Linked DNA regions of Mus musculus: all the other regions are linked to region 2. The links are chromatin contacts, called in public Hi-C, HiChIP or PLAC-seq and promoter capture Hi-C maps. All regions are on one chromosome and are shown on one strand. Each heading gives the region's core, a stretch centred on a gene start, on an enhancer-like site or on the middle of the called end of the contact. The rest is flanking DNA. Distances are from core to core; before and after follow the strand shown.

The links. Promoter capture Hi-C pulls out the DNA fragments that hold promoters and counts their contacts. Hi-C and Micro-C count contacts between places; a contact is called where the count stands out from the background. HiChIP or PLAC-seq counts read pairs in DNA pulled down with a chosen protein or histone mark.
Region 1: a Hi-C map of regulatory T cells shows a contact between it and region 2, with 3 times the contacts expected there. The contact joins the enhancer-like site here to the promoter of 9530068E07Rik in region 2. A contact is called at or near these places in 3 of 39 promoter capture datasets (the C10 cell line, neutrophils and pre-B cells) and 1 of 484 Hi-C or Micro-C datasets (regulatory T cells).
Region 3: a contact with region 2 is called in an H3K4me3 HiChIP or PLAC-seq map of bone marrow-derived macrophages, with 3 times the contacts expected there. The contact joins the promoter of Rmnd5b here to the promoter of 9530068E07Rik in region 2. A contact is called at or near these places in 4 of 39 promoter capture datasets (liver, pre-B cells and stem cell-derived epiblast-like cells) and 3 of 115 datasets of contacts at active chromatin or transcription factors (bone marrow-derived macrophages, double positive thymocytes and microglia).
Region 4: an H3K27ac HiChIP or PLAC-seq map of bone marrow-derived dendritic cells shows a contact between it and region 2, with 19 times the contacts expected there. The contact joins the promoter of Hspa4 here to the promoter of 9530068E07Rik in region 2. A contact is called at or near these places in 11 of 39 promoter capture datasets (the 3T3-L1 cell line, the C10 cell line, embryonic stem cells and 6 more), 6 of 484 Hi-C or Micro-C datasets (B cells, CD8 T cells, bone marrow-derived macrophages and 2 more), 35 of 115 datasets of contacts at active chromatin or transcription factors (acute myeloid leukemia, bone marrow-derived dendritic cells, bone marrow-derived macrophages and 23 more) and 4 of 9 other capture datasets (adipose tissue, embryonic stem cells, macrophages and 1 more).
Region 5: an H3K27ac HiChIP or PLAC-seq map of DN3 thymocytes shows a contact between it and region 2, with 17 times the contacts expected there. The contact joins the enhancer-like site here to the promoter of 9530068E07Rik in region 2. A contact is called at or near these places in 6 of 39 promoter capture datasets (cranial neural crest, frontonasal cranial neural crest, hippocampal neurons and 3 more) and 6 of 115 datasets of contacts at active chromatin or transcription factors (DN3 thymocytes, cardiomyocytes, embryonic forebrain and 3 more).
Region 6: a contact with region 2 is called in a promoter capture Hi-C map of embryonic stem cells, with 8 times the contacts expected there. The contact joins the enhancer-like site here to the promoter of 9530068E07Rik in region 2. A contact is called at or near these places in 23 of 39 promoter capture datasets (the 3T3-L1 cell line, 3T3-L1-derived adipocytes, the C10 cell line and 14 more), 1 of 15 datasets of contacts at CTCF or cohesin (large pre-B cells), 10 of 484 Hi-C or Micro-C datasets (the 3T3-L1 cell line, the G1E-ER4 cell line, the HPC-7 cell line and 5 more), 24 of 115 datasets of contacts at active chromatin or transcription factors (DN3 thymocytes, VIP interneurons, bone marrow-derived macrophages and 15 more) and 2 of 9 other capture datasets (embryonic stem cells and liver).
Region 7: a contact with region 2 is called in a promoter capture Hi-C map of second pharyngeal arch cranial neural crest, with 6 times the contacts expected there. The contact joins the promoter of Aff4 here to the promoter of 9530068E07Rik in region 2. A contact is called at or near these places in 8 of 39 promoter capture datasets (the C10 cell line, cranial neural crest, embryonic stem cells and 5 more), 5 of 484 Hi-C or Micro-C datasets (bone marrow-derived macrophages, cortical neurons, embryonic stem cells and 1 more) and 18 of 115 datasets of contacts at active chromatin or transcription factors (the NIH/3T3 cell line, VIP interneurons, bone marrow-derived macrophages and 13 more).

What each region holds. Positions count from the first base shown.
Region 1 is chr11:51,538,457-51,541,519 of GRCm38.p6, reverse strand. All of the region lies in intron 5 of Col23a1 (collagen, type XXIII, alpha 1), which reads right to left. Among named protein-coding and RNA genes, the nearest start is that of Phykpl, 45 kb to the left of the region's middle. Within about 2 kb of position 1,664, at least 38 of the 459 cell types and tissues checked have an H3K27ac peak or open chromatin away from gene starts, as enhancers often do. A contact at or near this core is called in regulatory T cells, where this site is marked.
Region 2 is chr11:52,394,626-52,397,689 of GRCm38.p6, reverse strand. 9530068E07Rik (RIKEN cDNA 9530068E07 gene) reads right to left here and starts at 1,262. Exons shown (of 3, transcript NM_153117.2): 1 at 1,087-1,262. The coding sequence starts at 1,222.
Region 3 is chr11:51,634,135-51,637,475 of GRCm38.p6, reverse strand. Rmnd5b (required for meiotic nuclear division 5 homolog B) reads left to right here and starts at 1,580. Exons shown (of 10, transcript NM_025346.1): 1 at 1,580-1,886.
Region 4 is chr11:53,298,973-53,302,246 of GRCm38.p6, reverse strand. Hspa4 (heat shock protein 4) reads left to right here and starts at 1,768. Exons shown (of 19, transcript NM_008300.3): 1 at 1,768-2,187. The coding sequence starts at 2,081.
Region 5 is chr11:53,138,762-53,141,916 of GRCm38.p6, reverse strand. All of the region lies in intron 7 of Fstl4 (follistatin-like 4), which reads right to left. Among named protein-coding and RNA genes, the nearest start is that of Gm11186, 20 kb to the right of the region's middle. Within about 2 kb of position 1,251, at least 14 of the 459 cell types and tissues checked have an H3K27ac peak or open chromatin away from gene starts, as enhancers often do. A contact at or near this core is called in DN3 thymocytes, where this site is marked.
Region 6 is chr11:53,259,325-53,262,178 of GRCm38.p6, reverse strand. Hspa4 (heat shock protein 4) reads left to right here. Exons shown (of 19, transcript NM_008300.3): 19 at 364-2,365. The coding sequence ends at 567. Among named protein-coding and RNA genes, the nearest start is that of Hspa4, 40 kb to the left of the region's middle. Within about 2 kb of position 1,373, at least 19 of the 459 cell types and tissues checked have an H3K27ac peak or open chromatin away from gene starts, as enhancers often do. A contact at or near this core is called in embryonic stem cells, where this site is marked.
Region 7 is chr11:53,349,451-53,352,338 of GRCm38.p6, reverse strand. Aff4 (AF4/FMR2 family, member 4) reads right to left here and starts at 1,572. Exons shown (of 21, transcript NM_033565.2): 1 at 1,210-1,572.

The sequences.
Region 1 (3,063 bases), core at 415-2,914, 860 kb after region 2:
AATCATCTACAAATATAATTGTTATATTCTTATGGTACATAATTTTTACATTATGATATTTTTCTTTATTAGGTGGTACATGTGAGCTCACATTTCAGGAGCTGAACGGTCTCTCTGGTCTGTACTCCTGAGCACAACTCGCCTCCCTCCCAGACCAGCCTCCTCTATCGATCGTGTCCATCCCTGATTTTCTGAACAGACAGACAAGGAATGGGATGACAGGCTGGCTACGCCCCTGCCCTTAGACCTCAAGAACAAGCTGTCCATTTCTTCTTGGATGCTTGTGTCCTTTGGGATAGGGAAGTGGAATGGGCAGGATGGCTCTCCTGGGACTCAGACATCAGAGGAAGGGCACAGTTGACTCCTTAGTGAGGCTGGCTGCCTCAACCGAGTGCTCCTTATCAGCCTGACTCTGTCTGGGGGTGGGGACTTCTGAACCTCACTTTTGTCAGCACCCACCTGGCTTATGCTTGGTTTTTGGCTTTTCTTTTTCTTTGAGACAGGGTCTCACTGATCACTCTGTAGATCAGGCCGGCTTCAAACTCAGTGATCTGCCTGTTTACTGCTGAGATGAAAGGTGTTTGCTCGTCGCTGTTCTGTGTTGAGGAAGGGTTTCACATAGCTTAGGTGAGTACCATAATGCCTGTTTTTTGTTTGTTTGCTTGTGTTCTTTTGAGACAGGGTTCTCTGTGTAGCCCTAGCAGTCCTGGAACTTGCTCTGTAGACCAGGCTGGCCTTGAACTCAGAGATCTGTCTCCCAAGTATTGGAATTAAAGGCGCACACCACCACAGCCTGGCTTTCATGACTGTTTTTTTTTTTTTTTTTTTTTTAATGTGGCGTAGGAATTATTCCCATAGGGCTGGCAAGATGGCTCAGCGGGTAAGAGCACTGACTGCTCTTCCGAAGGTCCTGAGTTCAAATCCCAGCAACCACATGGTGGCTCACAACTACCTGTAATGAAACCTGACGCCTTCATCTGGTGCATCTGAAGACAGCTACAGTGTACTTATGTATAATAATAAATAAATCTTTGGGCTAGAGCAAGCAGGGACTAAGTCAGCCGGGCCAACGAGAATGAGCGGGGTTGACCAGAGGGAACAGAGGTCCTAAAAATTCAATTCCCAACAACCACATGAAGGCTCACAACCATCTGTACAGTTGCACTGTACTCACATTCATTAAATAAATACGTAAATCTTTACAAAAAAAAAAAAAGGGGGAGGATCCCCATAGAACCCAAGGCCTTATTTATATTAGGCACACAGACTACAAAGTCAGCTATATTCCCAGCCCCCTACTTCAGTTTTTGTTCTTATATCACACCTCCCTTTCCTGAGGCTGCAGCCCTGTCCCCGCCTGATGTGGGTTTGCAGGTAGGTAGGTGCTCACAGCTACTAAACCCTCTTGACACTGACCACAGCCTAATGTGAAGCTGGAGCTTAGGTGACTTGTGGATCTTTCTCTGGATCAGTCGTAGGCTTCTAGGATGGATTTCTTGCTACTATCTGTAAAATGCCAAACTGCCCGGAGCTGAGAATAAACGTTTGTTGAACAATGTTTACACATGACAGTGATTCCATGAACGAAAGGTCCAATTTCCCACCAGCCCCGGTGTCTGAACGCCGGTGAGCACTAGGGGGCGCCCTTGATTTGTTATCTGCTAGTGAAAGCCAACTCCTGCCCTGGTGTCACAGCGCTAGAGGCTCTGTACTTAGTATGCTCACCCAGGCAAAGCTTGCTAGCCTCAAGGGCTCCCCCTGCTGGACTGAATGATCATTAAGCGACAGGAACTGTCATTCACTGAACCCGGTATGAGTGCCCAGTCCTGGAGCTCCCAGGAACCATCCACTTGGATCTCCTAATTGCTACCAGGGATGCAAAGAACATAATATCTATGAGGAGTGAGATATGCCTGAGATCGCACAGTCTATGGGGACCCCAAACTCATTCTTTCTCAAGTCATGGGAGGCGGCAGGAACAGCTTCCTACTCACATACTGTCTTCTCCCCAGTCTTTTTATGACTTGGCCCAGTTCTGTGAACAGGCTCCTCCACGCAGTAGGCTGTGTGTGGTGAAATGAAGAGAGGTGCCAGGCAGCAGCCAGTCTGCAGGTACCACTCCATGGCTGGTTGCTGGCAACCAGTAAGCAGCCGGCCCATTCTCCTCTGCTGGCCTCTTGTGGTACTGTTTCCTCTTCCAGAGTGACCTGTGGGCAGGAGGCCCCTGTACCAGGAAGGTGCAGAAACAGGAGAGGGTGTGCGGCCCTGGAACCTGAGCAGCGGACCCAAAGCGCAGGCCCCATGACTGCCTGTGGTCATCTCTCTTTCCTTGGCTGCCTCACACGTGACATGATGGGAAACTGAGGAATGGAGAGCCTCACCCCGACCATGGCAGGACTGAAGAAGTACCTGTTTTGTTCTGCCTGGGGGAAGGCTGGGAAGGAAGCCCGTATGGAGGACCTCTTCTGCAAGCCCAGCTGGCTCTGTCTTTGAGGTTCCAATCTGGGGACTATTATGGGGGACTCAGGAAGTGGGTGTTCACCCCTCCTCCCTCTGCCCAGCATCTTGGGGGCTGGGAGCTGCCCCGCAGGGGTCAGATGGGAGTGAGCCAGGGGATGTTAGAATTTAAGAAAGCATATGAATTTGGGGGGTATTACAGATGAATCATTTAACTAATTACATTTTTACAATCAAAGCTGTTTTTGAACTGGAAGAGTGTAAGGAAGCGTCTGAGTGTGTGGTGGTCATGGCTTTTTTTTTTTTTTTTTTTTTTTTTTGTTCGCCTGATTAATTCCAAACAGTCCAATTGAGTTATTCACTTGGAAATTGGTCCCAGGCTGGAGCCCTGTCTCAAAGACCACATTTCAGCCCCCAGCTTACTCTGTCCTTTGGGACCTCAGCTGTCGATGCCTGACTGATGTTGGAGGCTTTGCAGGTCCTGCCTCCCTGGGTACTGTGAGTTTAACCAGACGGGGCCTGTGGGTGGTGCTCGGTCCTGGGAGATGCCTGCGTGAGGGTTTCTGATTCCAGTGGGACCTGCCTCATGCCCCATGAAGATCTGAT
Region 2 (3,064 bases), core at 13-2,512:
GGAAAACCTAGTCTTTCCTCCCACAGACTCCAAAACCCTCCAGTTAGGGCAGTCAGCTGCCTGCTTTCAGTGCTGCTGAGGAAGGAAACTATGTATGCAACCCAGCACTGTAATAAAGGGACGGGTGATTGGCTGGAGAGTCTCCCTGGGCAAAGAAGGAAGTCAGCCCCAGTTCACATTAAGTTTTCATCTGAAAAAAAAAATCAATAAAGACTTGGGGAGAAAATGATTGCACGCTGGACAGAAAGAAAAATATGACTACTCAACAATGCTCAGTTTCTCCTGCTAAATCTCTGCCTCGGTTTACAGATTTCACTTTCAAGAACGGCTTTAATATCCTGATTTATGCTATAGCATCTGCAAGAAAAGAAAGTTTTTCTCAAATGAGGCGAGAGGGCGTTCGGTAAAACCTCAGCTCAAGGAAGGGCATCTGCCGCAGACACGCTCTCTCCCTTTGTTTCTAAACTCTACTCCTCCTCCAAGGCCCTCAGCCGGTCAGCGTCCCCGGACTCTGCCTCTACACCAAAAGCCCCAGAACTTCTCAGACCTCAGAGATGGAATCCACAAACAGCTCCTCCCCTCTTCCACTCTGGAACAGTCAATCAATTCAGTCCCAACACTGGGTCGCTGTCCCTATCTTTATCTCTGACCTCACCATTTCGAAGGGGAAAACAAAACAAAAACTTGCCTAGCCTTGCTTGTCCCTCTAACCTCAAGCATCTCTCTTAACATCACTCTCCCCAACTCCGACTATCTCTTCGGCCTGTTTCCTATCCAGTCTGCGAGATCTCTGTACTCCCCATTTTGGGGACCTCCCCCCTCCACACCGAGCGCCCTTCCTCCAGGGAGTGTATTCTCAGAGACTCCGTCCACGACACGGGGACTTCCCGTCCCCGCCCACCTACTCGGGTCTCTGAATCTCACAACCCCACTTCTCAGGCCTGGGGAGACCGCACTGGGAGCGCTTCCCAACTCGGGCCCAGCCCTGGGCGCGGGAACTCGGCCGGTGGGAACCACCGTGAGTCGGCGGCGCTCCGTCCCCGTCGGGCCCGACCCGGTCCCTCGCCGTCTCCCTGCGTTCATTACCAGAGCACAGGACGGGCACGAGCAGCAACGCCAGCACCAGAGATCGCGCCAGAGCCCCGAGGCCCCGGGCGCCCGGCCCGGGAGACAGCTTCTCTCGTGCAGCCCCGCACATTCTGCCCAGGGCGGAGGCGGCCATAACGGACTCGGCCCCCGAGCCTGCGCTGTTGCTAGGTTCTGCGAGGTGACGTCAGATACGCGTCCGAAGCGCACTCCCGAAGCAGCTACGTCCCGGCGTGATGACGTTGCATCTCTGAACCCGAAAGGTTAGCGTGGGAGTGTAGAAAAGGGTGCTTAAAAAAAAAAAAAAAAAAAAAGGCGAATGGGACGGATTTATTTTCAACTGGTGGTTTTTTGTTTTGCTCTGTGGTTTATCGTTGTCATCTTTGAGATGTATTTCAGGGGTCATCGCTTAAGAGCACTGGCTGATTCCCCCAGAGCTCCTGGGTTCGATTCCAAGCACCCCTGTATGTGAGGACTCACACCCATCTGTCCCAGGGTATACGGTGCCCTCTTTAGGCATCCTCAAACACTAGACGTATAACTGATGCAGAAACTCATAAGTAAAACAACTACACACAAGTTTAATACACTTAAGAAAGATTATATATATATATATGGAGCTGGAGAGAATGTTCAGCTGTTGAGAGCATTTGCTACTCTTGCAAAGGACTGGGTTTGGTTCCCAGCACTCAGATTAAACAGCTCACAGCCACCTCTAACTCCAGTTCCAGGGGATCTGACTATAAGACCTCTTTTGATCTCCACAGGCATTAGGCATATGGGGTACACAAACATATATGCAAGCAATCATTTCTGAATTAAAACTAGCCAGGTGTGATAGTGCATATCTTTAGTTTCAGCACTCAGGACGCAGAAGCAGGTAAATCTAAGTGAATTCGAGTCCAGCCTGGTCTACAAAGCGATTATAGAACAGCCAGGGCTACACAGAGAAACCCTGTCTCAAAAAATAATAATGATAAAATAAGCATTAAAGAAACAATAAAGAAAGAGTAAAATTGTGTGTAAGTTCAAATGCCCTCCAGTGCCAGAAGAGGGCGTCTACTCCCCTGGAGCTGGAGGTTGCTGTGATTATGAGCCACCCCATGTGGCTCCTGGGAACCACACCCTGGTCCTCTACAAGCACAATTGCTCTAAACTGTTGAATAATTTCTCCAGCACCCTTTTGGTTTTGGTTTTGAAACAAGATCTCAAGTGGCCCAGGCTGGCCTCAAAATTCCTTTTTTTTTTAATTTTATTTTTTAATTAGGTATTTTCTTCATTTACATTTCAAATGCTATCCCAAAAGTCCCCCATATCCCCCCCCACTCCCCTACCCACCCACTCCCACTTCTTGGCCCTGGCGTTCCCCTGTACTGAGGCATATAAAGTTTGCAAGACCAAGGGGCCTCTCTTCCCAATGATGGCCGAGCCGACTAGGCCATCTTATGCTACATATGCAGCTAGAGACACAAGCTCCGGGGGTACTGGTTAGTTCATATTGTTGTTCTACCTATAGGGTTGCAGACCCCTTTAGCTCCTTGGGTACTTTCTCTAGCTCTTCCTTTGGGGGCCCTGTGTTCCATCCAATAGCTGACTGTGAGCATCCACTTCTGTGTTTGCCAGGCACCGGCATTCAAAATCCCTTTCTACCCAGTGGATAACCTTGAACTCCTTCACCTTCACCTCCCACTTGCTGGGTTATATTTTTGTATACTGAGAGGTTTGTTTTACAAAATGTAAAAAGTGATAGACGTATGTCTTTGGAACATTTGAACCTATTCTCAATGCCAGTGTCTCCTTCTGACTTTCTAGCCAATTTCCTTGCTTTTCTTTTATAACACTATCATCCGGTTAAATATTATCCTCTCTTACAGCGCCCCACACACAAAAGCAAGCCTGCCAAGGCCAACTTGACCTTACTTTGTTTATTGATGCACCCTTAACTACGGAGAAGTGTTAAATATTTGATGAAACACTA
Region 3 (3,341 bases), core at 331-2,830, 760 kb after region 2:
GAGGCCAGCCTGGTCTACAGAGTGAGTTGCAGGACAGCCAGGGCTACACAGAGAAATCCTGTCTTGAAAAGCCAGAAAAAGAAAGGAAAAAAACGGGGGCGGGGAGAGGGGAGTGCATGAGTTGCTGGAGGACCCCAGGTGATGGTGCACACACCTGTAATCTCAGTACACAGAAGGTAGAAAGAGGTCCTTCGTGATGTAAGGAGTTCAAGGCCAGTCCTGGGTAGGTATCAAAGACCCTTTCTCAAAAGATTCTCTCTCTTTCTTTCTCTCTTTCTTTCTCTCTTTCTTTCTCTTTCTTTCTTTCTTTCTTTCTTTCTTTCTTTCTTTCTTTCTTTCTTTCTTTCGACAGGGTTTCTCTGTGCAGTCCTGGCTGTCCTGGAATTCACTCTGTAGACCAGGCTGGCCTCGAACTAAAAAATCCGCCTGTCTCTGCCTCCCAAGTGCTAGGATTACAGGCATGTGCCACCACTGCCCGGTTCTTTCTTCTTTTCTTTTCTTTTTTTTTTTTTTTTTCCTGGTCTCAAACTCAGATCTGCCTGCCTTTGCCTCCGCAGTGCTGGAATTAAAAGTGTGTGCCATTACACCCGGCTCCTTCATTCTTTTTAGTTAGGGCATGTATACAACCCCTATTTCATTTTGCCCCTAAAGAGGGGCTATTTACAGAGAGCAGCTGGGCTGGGGGCTATGGATGCATAGGGTTAGGTGAGCCCGTAAGAACAAAAACCGAACTCTTAAAAATTGTGTGTGTGTGATGTGAACGTGGGTGTGCTTGCCTGTACAAGTGTGTGAGGGCCAGAGAAGGATTTGGGGAGTCTCGCTCCAACACTCTCCACTTTATTCTCTTGATCCTAGAGCTCTGCTTTTTAGCTACATTAGCTGGCAGGCAAACACAAGAATCCTTAAGTCTCTGCTAACCCCACTCCTGCAATTACAGGCCCGCGCCAGTAGGTGCGAGCCAGCTTTCTAACAGTACCTGGGATCTCAACTCAGCCCCTCACACTTGTTTTGCAAGCACTTTCCCTGTTACCTCAGACTCTTCCTTTAACATTATTTGCTAGTTCAAAATGCATCGCAGGAAATACTTAATCACTGGACCACATACATGTAATGGTCTCTTAAAATGTTCATTTTTCGGGTGCTGGGGGTGGACCAAGGGACCTGCGTGTACTTTAACCCTCCCCCTGTCCTCCCCCTCTCTCTGTCGTAGCTCAGGCTGGCCTAACTCACTTTGTATCCCTGGATCTCTGATCTTCTTATAATTATAAGATTATAGGCGGGTACCACAATACCCAGCTTTGTTTATTTTCTGAGCCAGAGTGTCGCTTTGTAGTCTAGACTGGCCTGGAACTCCCGGCGCTCGTCCTGCCTCCGTGTCCCCTATCCCAGCCTGGACATTTAAGACCTAGTTTACTGTGGTTGGGGGCCCGGATTAGGCAGGTGCGCCAGCTAATACTTCCGGTAGAAACTCGTGACAACCCGTCGGTGGTTCTGACGCGCGGAAACCCAGGTTTGCTCCGGATCGCAGAGGCCAGGCGTCCCGGCACTGCGCAGGCGCTAACTGTTGCCTGGCTCCGGCGAACGATTCATTCGGCATTCCTTGCAAAGCCGCGGGCGAGACACACTGTCTCCCCACGCTCCGCGACACCACGCATGGGCGAGCCCGGACCCACCCGAGAGGCAACCGCCGCGCCTTCCGGTTCCGATGACAGCGGCGCCGGAAGCGGGCTGAGCTGCAAGACTAGGTGACAGCCTGCCGGCTCCCGGTCCCGGGGTGCGGGGCGCCCCGACCAAAGCCTGGAGCAGTCGTCGGCCACACCCTCCAAGGGCTGGTGGAGTCGCCCGGACTCCGACGTCCCGTCCTAGTGCACCTGACTGAGTCAGAGGTAAGCAGCCAGTGGGTGGCGGGGTTCCGGCAGGGCACTGCAGGAGGGTCTCTGGGAGGATAAGTAGGAGTTTGTCAGTCTTTGCACTACTATGCGGGTCAAGTCGGGGTCGTGGCATGCCCCTAGGGTAAATGGTGGGCTTTCCTGTCCTTTCAGTTTTAGGTGAAGAAGTGACAATGTGAAACTTTCTAGTATTTGTAGGGATATGATTTGTTTGAGTGTAAAATACAGGGCATTCGATACTGTGGTTTGAAAAGATGACACGTGTGTGGAGACCTAGATAAGGAGCCAGCCATGGGAAGATGTGAGAGAGTGTTCCGAGAAGAGGATAGAGGCAGAAATAAACTGGATGTACCCTGGAACAGAAAGGCTGGTGGTGGTAGAGTGTGGCAAGTGATGGGGAGAGTCATTGGAGTGAGCATCACCAGGGAGTTTGTTTGGATAGAACTTTTGTTTTTCTTTTGTTTGTTTGTTTGTTGTCTTTGAGACAGGGTCTCTTATAGCCTAGGCTGCCCTGGAGCTTTCTAAGTAGACCAGGCTGGCCTTGAACTCACAAAGATGCATCTGCTTCTGCCTCCCATGTGTTGGGGGGTGGGGTGGGTTAAAGTCCTGCACCACCATACCCAACCTCAGATTTATTTATTTTCTTTTATAATGATGACGATGATGACAACGACGATGACGACAGCATTTCTCTACATAGCCTTGGCTGTCTTGGAATTCACTGTGTAGACCAGGCCAGTCTGAAGTCAGACAGATCTGCCTGCCTCTGCATCCTTAGTTCTGGGATTAAAGGTGTGAGTCACCACACCCAACAGATATTTTTTTTAAACTTCTTATTTCTAGGTGTATGGGGACCTTTTGCCTTCATGTGTGTCTGTGCACCACGAGATGCAGTGGATGAAGAGGGCTTCAGGGTCTCTAGAACTGGACTTACAGGAAGTTGTGACTGCCATGTGGGTGCTGAGAACAGAATCTGGGCTATTTGCAAGAGCAGCAAGTCCTCCTTAAACACCGAGCCATCTCTCCAGCCCCTCTAGTGTGAAGTTTTAACATTTCCTTCATATCTCTTTCTATCCACTGGAAGCTTTTGATTCAGGCCTTCTTAGCCAAAGGCTAGGAAATGGAGGTATTGTTTAATCAGTTAGGCCTACTCAGCCCCGTGATGGGCTAGGTCCTGCAGGGAGGGAGGGGACAAGACCAGTCTCCAGGCTTTGTTTAGCTGCTAGTCCAGTTGAGACACATCTGAAGAAGCAGTCAGGAGGATGTGGAAGTGTGTGGAACCGACACATCAGATTTGTGATGCAGAAAAGAAGGGTGCACAAGGAAGATAGAGCCGTGAGAAGAGGCCTGAGCTGGAGCCCAGGAAGCCATATAAAATGGTGGATGTGACCAGGGACGTAGCACATGCCTTTAGTTCAGCAGGTGGAGCTTTGTAAATTCAAGGTCAGCCTG
Region 4 (3,274 bases), core at 519-3,018, 900 kb before region 2:
ACTCTCATTGTTAGATCAGGATTGATCAAGGTGATGTGGAAGTAAAAGGGAAGACCAACCTCTCACAGGATCATTACCACGTCTAAATCAGAACAGCTGAAGGATAGATGTTTCCTCCTTGGATGTGGAGACTGTGTCAGGGCTCTGGGCTTGGGATTTTATAGGGCAGCAGAGGAAACTTTTGGGTGGGAAGATATTTCTGCCGACCTACTTTGTGCTTTCCCATGCACATACATTTTGGTGGAGTCCTTACTATGTTGGCATCTATGCCAGGAGTCTGACATGTTGATCCCTGGTCTGGAGCTTTTCTACTCCTAAGTACCCGAAGGGAGTTTCTCAGGTGCTGGGGGCTTTAGGCTATTAACCCTCACTTATTACCTTTGACTAGAAACTCTTTGCTCTCTCCTGATGGTGATAATCCAGAGTGTGTGTGCGCGCGTGCATCCACGTGTAGAAGTGCTGTGAGGGCGGCCATGTTCTGTGAGGGCGGCCATGTGCTGCACAGAGGCTTGAGGGAGAACAGATATCCCCTGTTGCTCTCTGATGTAGTTTTTGGAGGCAGGGTCTCTCTCTGAAACTGGAGCTCTAGTTTTTGGACTAGGCTGCTAGTCAGGGAGCCCCTCCAGTTAACCTCTTGTCTTTGTCCTGCTAGGTTCTCGATGACAGATCGAGATTGGGATTCAAACCCCAGTCTGTATGGTTTCACAGCACGTATTAACTGTGGAGCCATCTCTCCCGCACGGTTTACTGTGTTGGACACCGTTAGGCACCTATGAACAAGAGGTGACAAATAAGTGAAATTTAAAAATCCTTTCAGTTTTGTGGTGTTGGGGATCCAGTCCAAGGCCCTGAGCCTGCAAGTGTTCTAGCACTGTACTCTATATCCTCAGCCACAAAACAGCCAGAAACCGGGAAACTTAGGATCTTCCTCCTGCACTCTGGGTTGGTAATAATCAGAAACGCGTTGAAGCTGGTTCCCCTCCAGCTTTCCGCAACTGGCTAACGTAGTGGTCACTATAGTTTCAGATTCTTTAGTTTAACGCAGGGTGGGGGCATGGCTGTAAGTGGGTCCCAGCACTAAGGAGAAAAGAGCTTCCGAATTTCAAGGTCATCCTTGAGGACTGTCCTGCAGGACATTCTGTCCCCTCCCCACCTACTCTATATAATAATGTGTTAGCATTCACATAAACGTGACACTGGTCTTAGACCTCCCACTCCACGGAGCATGTGATTTGGACCCTTGTGTCCAGCTCAGGGAAAACACCTAGGACTGAAAGGTCCCTCGTCTGATCACGGGAAGTGAGTGGTTAAAAGTAGGTGGAAGCGTGGCTTCGGATTCTTTTAGTTAGCGCTTGGTTTTAATACTGAGTTTTACGTAGAGCCGAGCTGAAACCCTTAGCGCCCTTAGCAGGATTAACTCGAGTTCACTGTGGGGCCTTAAAAAAAAAAAAAAAAACCCTGCAGAGAGCCTGCAAAGTCACTGCCGGAAGTCCCTCCGCGGTGACGAGCACGGCGGAAGTGGGTTCAATGCAGCTCCCCGAAGAACTGTCTCACTCCCGCTCGCCTGACTTCTGGATGGGAGGCGCCCTGCAGCTCAGGGAGGATTGTGGGGGGCTTCTCCGCGCAGGCTCAGTGGCCCACTTCGCGTCGGACCGCTTCCGTCCCCCCACTTCCTTTCACGGTTCCTGTGCCAGGACGTGACGCCAGACTTCGTCAGACGGGAGGAGCCTTGGGAGGAAAAGCGTCTGAGCCGGGGTCTCGCGAGAACGTTTCGTTTCAGCGCAGTTCTCGCGCTGCAACCTTGCTCCTGTTGCAACGAGAGCCTTCGAGATCTTCTCCGCCTCCGCGACCGGCGCCTCCTCTGCGGCCGTGGAGCCGGAGCCGCGGCCCGAGCGGTAGAGGCCCCCGTCTTTCTCCAAGCCCCAAGCCTCCTAGCGGACGGTCGTCCGGCTTCGCCCGCCCAGCCGCGGCGCTCCACCGGCCCACGCGGCTCGCCCTCTTCCACGCGCCAACCCCGCCGGGTTCCGTGTGCAGTGTCGGCGGCCGGCCCTGGGCCCGAGCCGGAGCAGTAGCCGGCGCCATGTCGGTGGTGGGCATAGACCTGGGCTTTCAGAGCTGCTATGTCGCTGTGGCCCGCGCCGGCGGCATCGAGACGATCGCTAACGAGTATAGCGACCGCTGCACGCCGTAAGTGGGGCTTGGCTGGCGGGGTCGCCTCGCTTTCCGGGCGAGGGTCCGCAGGAGACCCCCGCCGAGTGCCGGGTCGCCCGCGGCTGCCACCTGCTTCGGATCCTGGGCCTGCGCCAGGCACGAGGCCCTTTCGCGCGGGCCAAACGAAGGCTTTGAGCCGGTACTCTGATCGGCGGAGGGCAGGAGCAGGAACTGAAAGAGAAGGCGGGCCTGAGACCGTGGGATGGACCGACCGCTCTCACCTCCTTTTTTGGGGGGGGGGAGGGTTTGGGTGGTTCGGTCTGAAACGAGGTCCAGGGCTTGCTGAGCTCGTCGAATCCAATAGAGGTTCAAACTCGGCCCACGGCGAGCATTTAATAAAAGTTAACTTGCAAGATTGTGGCCTCGGGACTGGGAAGCGCTCTGAGTCCCACGTGAGTGGGGGCGGGGTGGCGCCCGGAAGATGTGGAGTCTGAGTACCCACGGCAGGCCCTGAATAAAGTCCATGCTTTTCTTGATAGCGTTTTAACTCCCTTCATTCGTTTTTGGATATTGAGTTAGGTTGGGTCATTCCTTACCCAGGCTGCTCACCTATTCCTTAACAGCGTTAGTTTTTCATGCTAATGAATTCCAGCCGGAAGGTTGCCACAATTGTTAATGCATGACTCAAGGGCTCTGTTTGACTTCTAGAACTTACATGAAGTTATGGGACCAGTATAGACAAATCTGCAAAAAAAAAAAAAAAAAAAAAAAAGACTCACTCAGAGCTTGCTGGAGTAAAAGGGAGTCTACTTTTTAGATATATGTAGGATTTTTTCCCCCACATTTAGCCCAGGATGACCTAAAATTTTCATTCTGCTTCTGTCTGCTAGAATCTGGTATTACAGGTGCGTTAAAATTTTATTTATCTGGCGCTGGTGGCACAGGCCTTTAATCCCAGCTCTCGCAGGGAGGCAGAGGCAGGCTGCAGTGAGTTCGAGGCCAGCCTGGTTCATAGAGACCATTTCAGGATAGGCAGGGCTACGCAGAAAAGAAAGCTTTGTCTTAAAAAAGATGTTAATCTACTGAATTCCTTTAGGTAAACTTTGGAAGAAGCTCTGTTGTT
Region 5 (3,155 bases), core at 2-2,501, 740 kb before region 2:
ATGTGCTTCTCCCAGAAAGTTCCCTTACAGACTTGAGCAGATATGAGGCTGTGTATCTGGATGAGGGCTGCAGCATGGGCAGTGGACAAAGTCAACACAAAGTAATAAAGAGACAACACTGAAGGTACTCTGGGTGGGGCACAGGGCAAGGCAGGCAGCTGTTCTGGTGTGGTCCTGGGGCTGCAGGCTCTGGAGAGCATCCTTTGGCTCCAACTTGCAGTGACCAAGGGGGACACTGGTCAGCCTCCTCCACTGGCTGGGCAGTGAGTCTGTGGGCTCTGCATGGAGGGTCTAGTCAGGTACTGAAGGCAGTACTGAGAGAGAGGAACAGGTGAACTGGAGGACTGTACCCAGGGATCCAATGCCAGAGGAGGCACTTGGGACAGTCGACCCACATGTCCACAAGTTGGCACACCACAGACCTGAAACCTGGCCTCCATGACTGCCCCTTTTCTTCTCTTTTTAATACAAGGTCTCACATGGCACAGGCTGGCTTCTGACTTGCAAACAGAAGACTTTCAACTTCTTATCTTCCTGCCTCTACTGCCTATGAGCTACGGTTACCACACCCTGTTTACGCAGTGCTGGGGATGGAACCCACTTTGAACCCACTTTGTTATGCACAAACAGTGCATAACAAGACAAACAGTCCATCCACCAACCCACATCCCCAGCCCATGGATCAATCTGGACAACACACCAATAGTGTGAATCTACCCAAAGATCAAAAAAGGCAGGAGGTTTAGATACCACCAGGGTCTGTGACCCAAGCTGGAAAGAACTGGCCCCGCCTTCAAGCACTGTGTTTTCCAAGAGTTTAAAACAAAATGTACCCAGGAGTTTAATGAGATGATCTTAATGCAGAATGACAGCTACTGTCTGCCGTGTGGCAAACAGCTCTCCATGCTAATCAAACGCCTCGCATCACGCCACAGTGCATTCACGACTGCTTCATACGAAGACAATAAAAATGAAATGAGTCATGAGTTCCTAAATCATTTTCTTTTTGGTCTCTTTTCTTTTTTAAATAACTCACTTCCAAAGAAACATTTGGAGAGACCAAGCACATGCCTCATTAGAAATATTTGTTCTCAGTTTTACACAGTTTAGCCATGGGGGAACGGGAACCTTTTAACAGACCCTTCAAACAATGGCACAGACACTTGCTTCTAGTGGGCTTTGTGTCACTGCTTTTATCACTGTACTCTGCCTGCCAACAGTTGAAAGCCCCAAATAGTGAGCTTCAGTTAAAATAAAAGAAAAGAAGAAGGAAAAAAAAAAAGCCAAACCCACAGAAACCTCAAACCTAACAACTGAATAAAGACTGGATCTTTTACGTTATTTGAAATATACTGAGCGTGTGATAAGTCTTTAAAATCTTTAAAAGACATTTATTTATTTCACAGCAAGTATATGTGTATGCGGGTGTGTGTACTGTGTGCATGCAGGCCTGTATACTGTAACACAGGCATATGCGTGGATACGGGTGTGTGTACCACAGCGTGTGTGTTGGTGTGCACATAGGTGAGTGCAGGTGTGAAGGGCAGAGGTTAACTTGAGAGTCTTGGTTATCTCTGCCTAGCACGTGGTTGCAATGATTCACCATGCTTGGCAGCAAGCCCGTCTTTACCCACTGAGGCACCTTGCTATCCCATATCACCCCTCTCCTCACTTTTTTCTTTTTTAAAGAGAAGAATCTAAGAGAGACAGGGAGTATAGTTCAGTGGTACAGTACTTGCTAAGCATGCACAAGGTCCTGGGTTTGGTCCTTAGATACACACACACACACACACACACACACACACACACACACACACGTAGACTTTTTTTTTCCTCCCGGGAATGTCCTCATTGGGGCCAGAGGGAAGTAGCTAATAAGTCAGAGCCTCATACCTGACCTCACAGCCAAGTGGATGCAGATGGCGGACCTCAGGACCTTAAGCAGGTTGGGAAGGGGGCAGCCAGAGGCAGCCCCAGGGCATGGCAATGCCAGACACTAAGTATTATGTCCTGTTACTAAACCCAAAGAGTGCCACTGGGTGGCAGACTGGCTACAGGCCCCCAGGAAGCTCCTTTGAGTGTTTAACCCTGCCCACCTTATGCAGTACTGAGGAGGGATACAGTTGCTGCGAAGAGACCAGTCCGGTACCTGTTAGTTACCACAAGGCAGGAGCAGCTGGGAGTCCACAGGAAAAATACACCAACACTCAGTGATTCTGCTGATCTGGTACCATCTGCAGCTTTAGGGATGCCCTGTCCCTGTTCTGTCCCCTCATTGGGCAGGTGCCATGACACTTTGGGTGACAGGGAGAATGAAGGAGTCATGGGGTAAAGGACACATGACACTATTCAGGCAGTGACACACAGTCTGGGTTCGGGGCATCCCTCACTCAGCCTGGAGTGCTTAGAGAACCAGAAGACTGTGGCCCAGAGTGGGTTTGTATGCTTGCTTTGTGCAGACAGTGAGGCAGCATCCAACCCCCTGCCTCCGGATGCCCAGCATGGGGCTGGGGGGTAACATATACAGCTAGCTGCCTTTGACATGGACCAGGCTTAGCCCCAAAGCCTGGCTCTGAGCTTGAGGAGATGGGAGGGTGCAGGACAAGCTAGCCAGGGAAGGGTGAGACATGGTTCTTGTGATCTAGGCAAGAAAGCAAAATGGCTTCTGTGCGGGATACACACATACACACACACACACACACACACACACACACACACACACACACACACAAACAGACATAGACACACACACACACACACACACGGACACACACACAGACACACACACACACACACACACACACATGGACACGGACACGGACACACAGACACACAAACACACTTAGACACACATCCCAGAGTCCAATGTGGCTTTTTTATCACTGAGCTGTGTGGCCCTCAGGATTGGCAGACCCTGCAGAACCTCCCCCCTTTCTAATAGGACATTAAAATGGTAGACATCTTTCTGTTTCCTAAGATATCCTTATGTCTGGGCAGAGTAACTCCCTCCAGGATGAATACTATCATGGGCTATCATGGGCTCTGGCTGCTGGGAGACACCTATTACTGGCATTATATGAGTGACATAGAGTTTCTGGGTCACTTGGATAGAAGAGAGATAGGAAGCTCTGGCTGCTGGCTTCTGATGTTCACAG
Region 6 (2,854 bases), core at 124-2,623, 860 kb before region 2:
TTCCTCCCTCCCTCCCTCCCTCCCTCTCTCCCTCTCTCTCTCTCTCTCTCTCTCTCTCTCTCTCTCTCTCTTTCTTTCTTTTTTTTTTTTTTGAGACAGGGTTTCTCTGTATAGCCCTGGCTCTCCTAGAACTCACTCTGTAGACCAGGCTGGCCTTGAACTCAGAAATCCATCTGCCTCTGTCTCTCTGCCTCTGCCTGAATTAAAGGCGTGTGCCACCATGCCGGGCCCTGGACATTTCTTAGCAGCTCTTTGTTATTAACAGTTGGGATTTCATTATGGCTTAGGTATTGGGGTTTACTTAGCATGTCATATAAAATTTGTTTCATTTATAAGAAACTATAGTTTTCTTTACCATTCTAGGAGCTGACAAGTATTTGCAGTCCTATAATTTCAAAACCCAAACCCAAAGTGGAACCCCCAAAGGAGGAACCAAAACATGCTGAGCAGAATGGACCAGTGGATGGCCAAGGAGACAACCCAGGCTCCCAGGCTGCTGAGCACGGTGCAGACACAGCTGTGCCTTCTGATGGCGACAAGAAGCTTCCTGAGATGGACATTGATTGATTCCAACACTTGTTTATATTAAAACAGACTATTATAAAGCTTTAAGTTGTCAACTTTGTTCTGAATATCAACTAGAGCAAGCAAATACTGGAGATTTCTTAGTCAGTTTTTAGGGGACCTCGGGGGTGGGGTATATAGGTAATATACAGAGCATTTTGACTTCTAAATAGTTAGATCCAGAGATGAAGTGCACTGTTCTCTCTTCATTACGGTCCTGTTTAAGAGCCCAGCTAGTCTATCTGAGCTCTCGCCTCCATCCTTGTTTTAATCATGCTTCTACAAGGTGAAGTGTGTTTGGGGAAACTGAGCTCTAACAAAAGCCGCGACAGCCACCAGGCAGGCTTTTCCTTATACATGACAGAAGTTCGTATTACGCCTTGGAAGGTCTAGGTGGAGATCACCACCAGCATTCTCTGCCTGTGGGGTTGTGGGGCTGGTGCTTTCTCCATTTCTGAGGGTCAGGATGGCCAAGCATGGATTAACACTAGGAGAGTGCAGAGCGCAGCAGAGCCTGCTCTCATCCCTCTATCCCCAGCCCAGTCTTCCTCCTCCATCCTTAAGCAGTATAAATGCTATGTGCCCTCTTCACTTAGAGCGAGCTTTAGTGTGTCAAGGGACTCTGCTTTCCTGTACTTCCTAAAAGTACATTCACTAATACTGAAGCATCAAAGTGTAGTTTAACCTTAAGGTTGGGTTGTAAATAACACAGTTGGGTGTAGGCATGGTAAATCTGAGCAGTCCATCCTTAGTATGGTGGAAAGATTTGTACCCTGACCCGCTCGAGTGGTGGTAGATGTATGTAAATTAGAAGTTTGAATGGGACAGGATGAGAGTTCGAGGCTCTTTGTTTGGTATCTTTTGTGTTAATGTGTCTTGAATCTGCCAATCTGTATGTTAAAACAGCTGACAGATTGTAAAGCTATTGCACTGCGTTGCCCTGGACAAGTCTGAAATTGGTATAAAAGACAAGGTGCCCAAGGTCACAAGAACACCTCATTGCCGACTGAAGCCAGTGTCAGGGCACCACATACTCCTGGGGCCAGTCTACAGGAAAGAGATGTTCTGCAAACAAGGGTGGATGCCTGCAGTAGAGGTCAGAGCTGGTTACCTGCCTTAGTTACAAGTGTCGGTTATGTTCTGGGTCTTTGTAATCGCTGATCTCTGTAACAGAGCCTCTGTTTATTTTTGCTTGTTGGAAATAGGGTTCAACCATGCATAGTTAGAATCACTATGCATCTGTCTGTCCACACAGGAAGTGCTATAGCTCTCAAGTGCTCTAGAGGCAGTTGGAAAGGAAGGAATGCATGCTTATGTGAGCAGCTGGACTCCCGCTCAGTACAGGCCTGGAACCCCAGGCCAAATGTATGCTCTGCTTCCTTGAGTGCTGTAAGAGTTCCCACTGGCCTTGCTCTGAGGCCAAGAGCTTTTTCAAATGCAGGCTGCAGGATTAAGCCAGCTCTTATGCAACTGACTGTCCTTAATGAAGAACTCATAAACATTTGTGTGTGGGGGTGGGGGTGGGAGGGTTTGGGTGCTGGGATGGGGGTGAATTTGAAGTTTAAGATTAAAAGCTAGAAATCAGATGGTCTGCTTCTGCTATGTCTGTAGACCGATTGGATGTATGTGGAGGCTGGCCAGATGGCAACTGATGACTTGTGTGCAAACAAGTGTTTATCCGGGTTGCATTATCCAAACTGGTTTGTTAAAAACTCTAGGTCACATTCTTACACTAAGAAAAACAGTTAACATGAGACAAAGTTTAGGAAAAACTAATAAAAGAAACCTGTCTTAACTTGAATGGTTTTCTTAATTTTCTTAAGTGGGCTGTTTGTGTGTGTGTGTGTGTGTGTGTGTGTGTGTGTGTGTAGGGGACTTACTTGAGTAGTTATATATGTGGGTGGGTGGGTAGGGGCAGGCTGGGGGAGACTGTCAACAGAATAAGCTGGCCTGAATGCAGTCCATCATCCTGCCTTAGCTGCTTGCCTGTGTGCTTATTTTGGAGCCCTCTGCCCCTGAGAATAGCAATCCAGTGTTCTTGGTATAGTAATCTTCTGCGAGGCTGGCCTTTAGATTTGATGGTAGAAGGTAGATGGCACAGAGTATTAACATAAGTGCCAGGACTGAGTAGGGCCAGAATCTGCTAGGAACTGATGCCTGGCTAGTTGGGGACATGCCCTGTGGTGAGGCAATAGGGTTGAAGTAGTGAGCCCTTTACTGCCATGGCATGGGTCCTATGTAGGGAGAAGTCAGACGCTGGTTGGTTGAAACTCACCTTTATGGACCATGC
Region 7 (2,888 bases), core at 323-2,822, 950 kb before region 2:
AATCTCGAATTAAAAAGAATCTCATAAACATTTCAATACTGATAAGTTAAAAGGACCATCCAAACAAAAGAGTTTATAAAGCTTCGGAGAATCAACATGGAAACAAAGCTTTAAGCTTTGAACCTCCCCCCACCACCACCTCGGCTCCACAAAAAGCACACATTTTAAATGTCACACAAACAGCCTATTCACGGGCACCTAGGGCTTAGATTCCGGCACTGGAAAGGAGGCTAGCTTCAGTTTAAAACCTCAGCGGGGAAGAAAAACCAGAATTCTGACTTGCAACTGACGAAACTCGGAGAACCCTGAATCGAACTCTTGGTTCGAACTTCACTCACAACCATTTTCAGATCAGGGCTCTCGACTCCCCATAAAGGTGTCATCTGTGAATGAAAAGCCTAATAAGGAGACCCCACAAACACCCTGGGCTCCTGTACCCCATGATCCGTTCTCAGAGAGTGGGAAGCAACAGCAAAGTGGAAGGAACAAAGCACTGACGTCAATTACGAGATTAACCCTGCGCACAGGCAGCTGGGGAGGCCTAAACATCAATACCCAAAGCCCGGCCATGGCGATCGCCAGGTACCAGGCCGGTTCCGAGCGGGAAGGAGGGTTTCTCCTATTCCAACCCAGGTTCCCATTTTTCCACTCAAACCCCATCGACCATCAAGGACGGAAATTAACACCCCCCCAGCCTCCCCCCCTTTTTTTTTTCTTTCGGTGGAGGGGAGGTGGGAGAGTGGGGGTGGGGGGAGGTGCGCAGGATCGCGAGAAGGAAGGCGAGAACTAGTTGAGAAATGATAGCCAGAATCTGGGCCTATTTTCTCTTTAACTAGGAATGACTTGAGTCAGACGAAGGAAAAATTTTTCAAAGGATAAATCCGCCGACCGAATCAAAGGGAGGAATGGAGGAAGGGACAACGGGGGGGGGGGGGGAGGAAAAAAAGAAGAAACGGCCAGATGATGGGCGTCTGGAATGTCGGATGGGAACGGCTTGGCCTTTAAAGAAAAAAAAAATGATTTTTCTTGTTTGAAATTGATTTCGGAGAGAAAGTGGGACGAGAAAACGTAGGGCGAAGCCGGATCCAGGGGCCCCCCGCCCCGCGGGTCTCCGCCAGCGTCAGCGGCCGGAGCCTCGCCTTCCCCGCGGCGCGGCCGCGCCTCAGACGTCAGTCAGTCAGTCAGGCAGGCAGTCAGGCGGCTTCTCACCTCCAGTCCCCGCTCCGCTAGGCCCGAACCATTTCCCGACCGCGGCTGCGGCGGCGGCGGCGCCCGGCCTGCACCTTCACCGGACGCGCATTCGGGCCCGCCCAGGAGGCGGCGACCGGCTGCCTGGGGCGAGGGGCAGCGGCCGATCCGGAGGCCACGGGGAGCCGAGGCGGCGCACCTCACACCGCGGACGCCAGGGTTCCGCCCCGCTCCATGACGGCCCGGCCGAGCCCCGGACGGGTGACTGAGGCGGGGGCGGGCTGACGGGGCCCTGGCACCAAGATCCCCGCCCCGTCCGCTGGGGGCGGCGGTGGCGGCGGCGGCGGCGACGACTCGACTCCCGCAGCCGGGACTGGGACTGACGCAGTGGCCGCGGCCCATGTGACCAGGGCCGGGCTGCTGCGAGCGTCACGTGACCAGGCCGCGCCCCTCCCGCAGGCAGCGCGGGGGCTGCGGCCCTGCTGCTGCTCTGGAGGCGGCGTCGGCGGGGCTGACGCGCGGGCTGACGTGCGGGGGCGCCTGGGCCCGGGGCTGGGGAGCGGGGATGCGAAGCGCGGGTCGCAGCAGGTTCCGCGGGGCCGCACCAGCGTCAGACCCGGGGACAGAACCCGGCCCGGGGCACACGCCCTCCTGCGCAGCCCGCTAGGGAGGCGCCGCGGGGCGGGGCGCAGCCCGGCCGACCGGTTTTGGGGTGCAGGTGAAGGCCCAGGCCCTGCCGCCCGTGTCCCGCAGCGCACCGCAGGAGTAGAGAGGGAAGGATGACGTGGAGGTCCGCAGCGACGTCGTCCACTGCTGCGTGTGACTTACTGTGGGAGGATAAGCCGGCCCTGCATCGTCTTAAAAAAATAAATAAATAAATAAATAAATAAGTAAATAAATAAATATCAGCCTCTGTGGGCTACTTAGTGGATTCAAGGCCAATCTGAGCTACTAAGAAAACCCTGTCAAAACAACACACGGCGACACACACACACACACACAAACACCATCGCTCTTAACATCCTGCTAGTCCAGACAAGCCATAATTTAATTGGAATCAGTAATTAGACAAAGTTTTAAGGTTTCCTAGAATCCAGTAATAGTAGCGCAAGAAAAGTGTCCTCTTCCTCTACATCTGAAAAACATACAATCCTGTCATTGGTGTCCCATGTCTCTTATCTGCTTTCTTTATTTGATGGTACCTCATGCAGATTCTCCACCTCTAACATCTTGAAACACTTCACTCGTTATTTGTAGTTTGTAATTTCACAGTTTGGAAATCCACTCAACTACACACGAGTTCTAAGCCATGTCTCAAAACCACTATCGAGGTATGGTCTGGCGCACACCTTTAATCCCACCACTCTGGAGGCAGAGGGAGGAAGATTTCTGTGAGGCTGATATACATATCCAACACTGGGCAGGTCAAGGATATATAGTGAGAGCCTGTCTCAAAAAGAAAAACACTAAATAAATCTTAAGTTTTACATAGGGTTTCCTCTGTGTAGCCCTGGTTGCCCTGGATCTCACTTTGTAAAACAGGCAGGCTTGGTGCTCAGAGATCTGCCTGCCTCTACCTCTGCTTCCTAAGTGCTGGGATTAAAGAAGTGTATCAGTGTGCCTGGCCATCTTTTCTACTTCCTTATGAAAAATACTGGTGGTGGTGAGATAGTTCAGTGGCTTAAAGGCACTTGCCCACA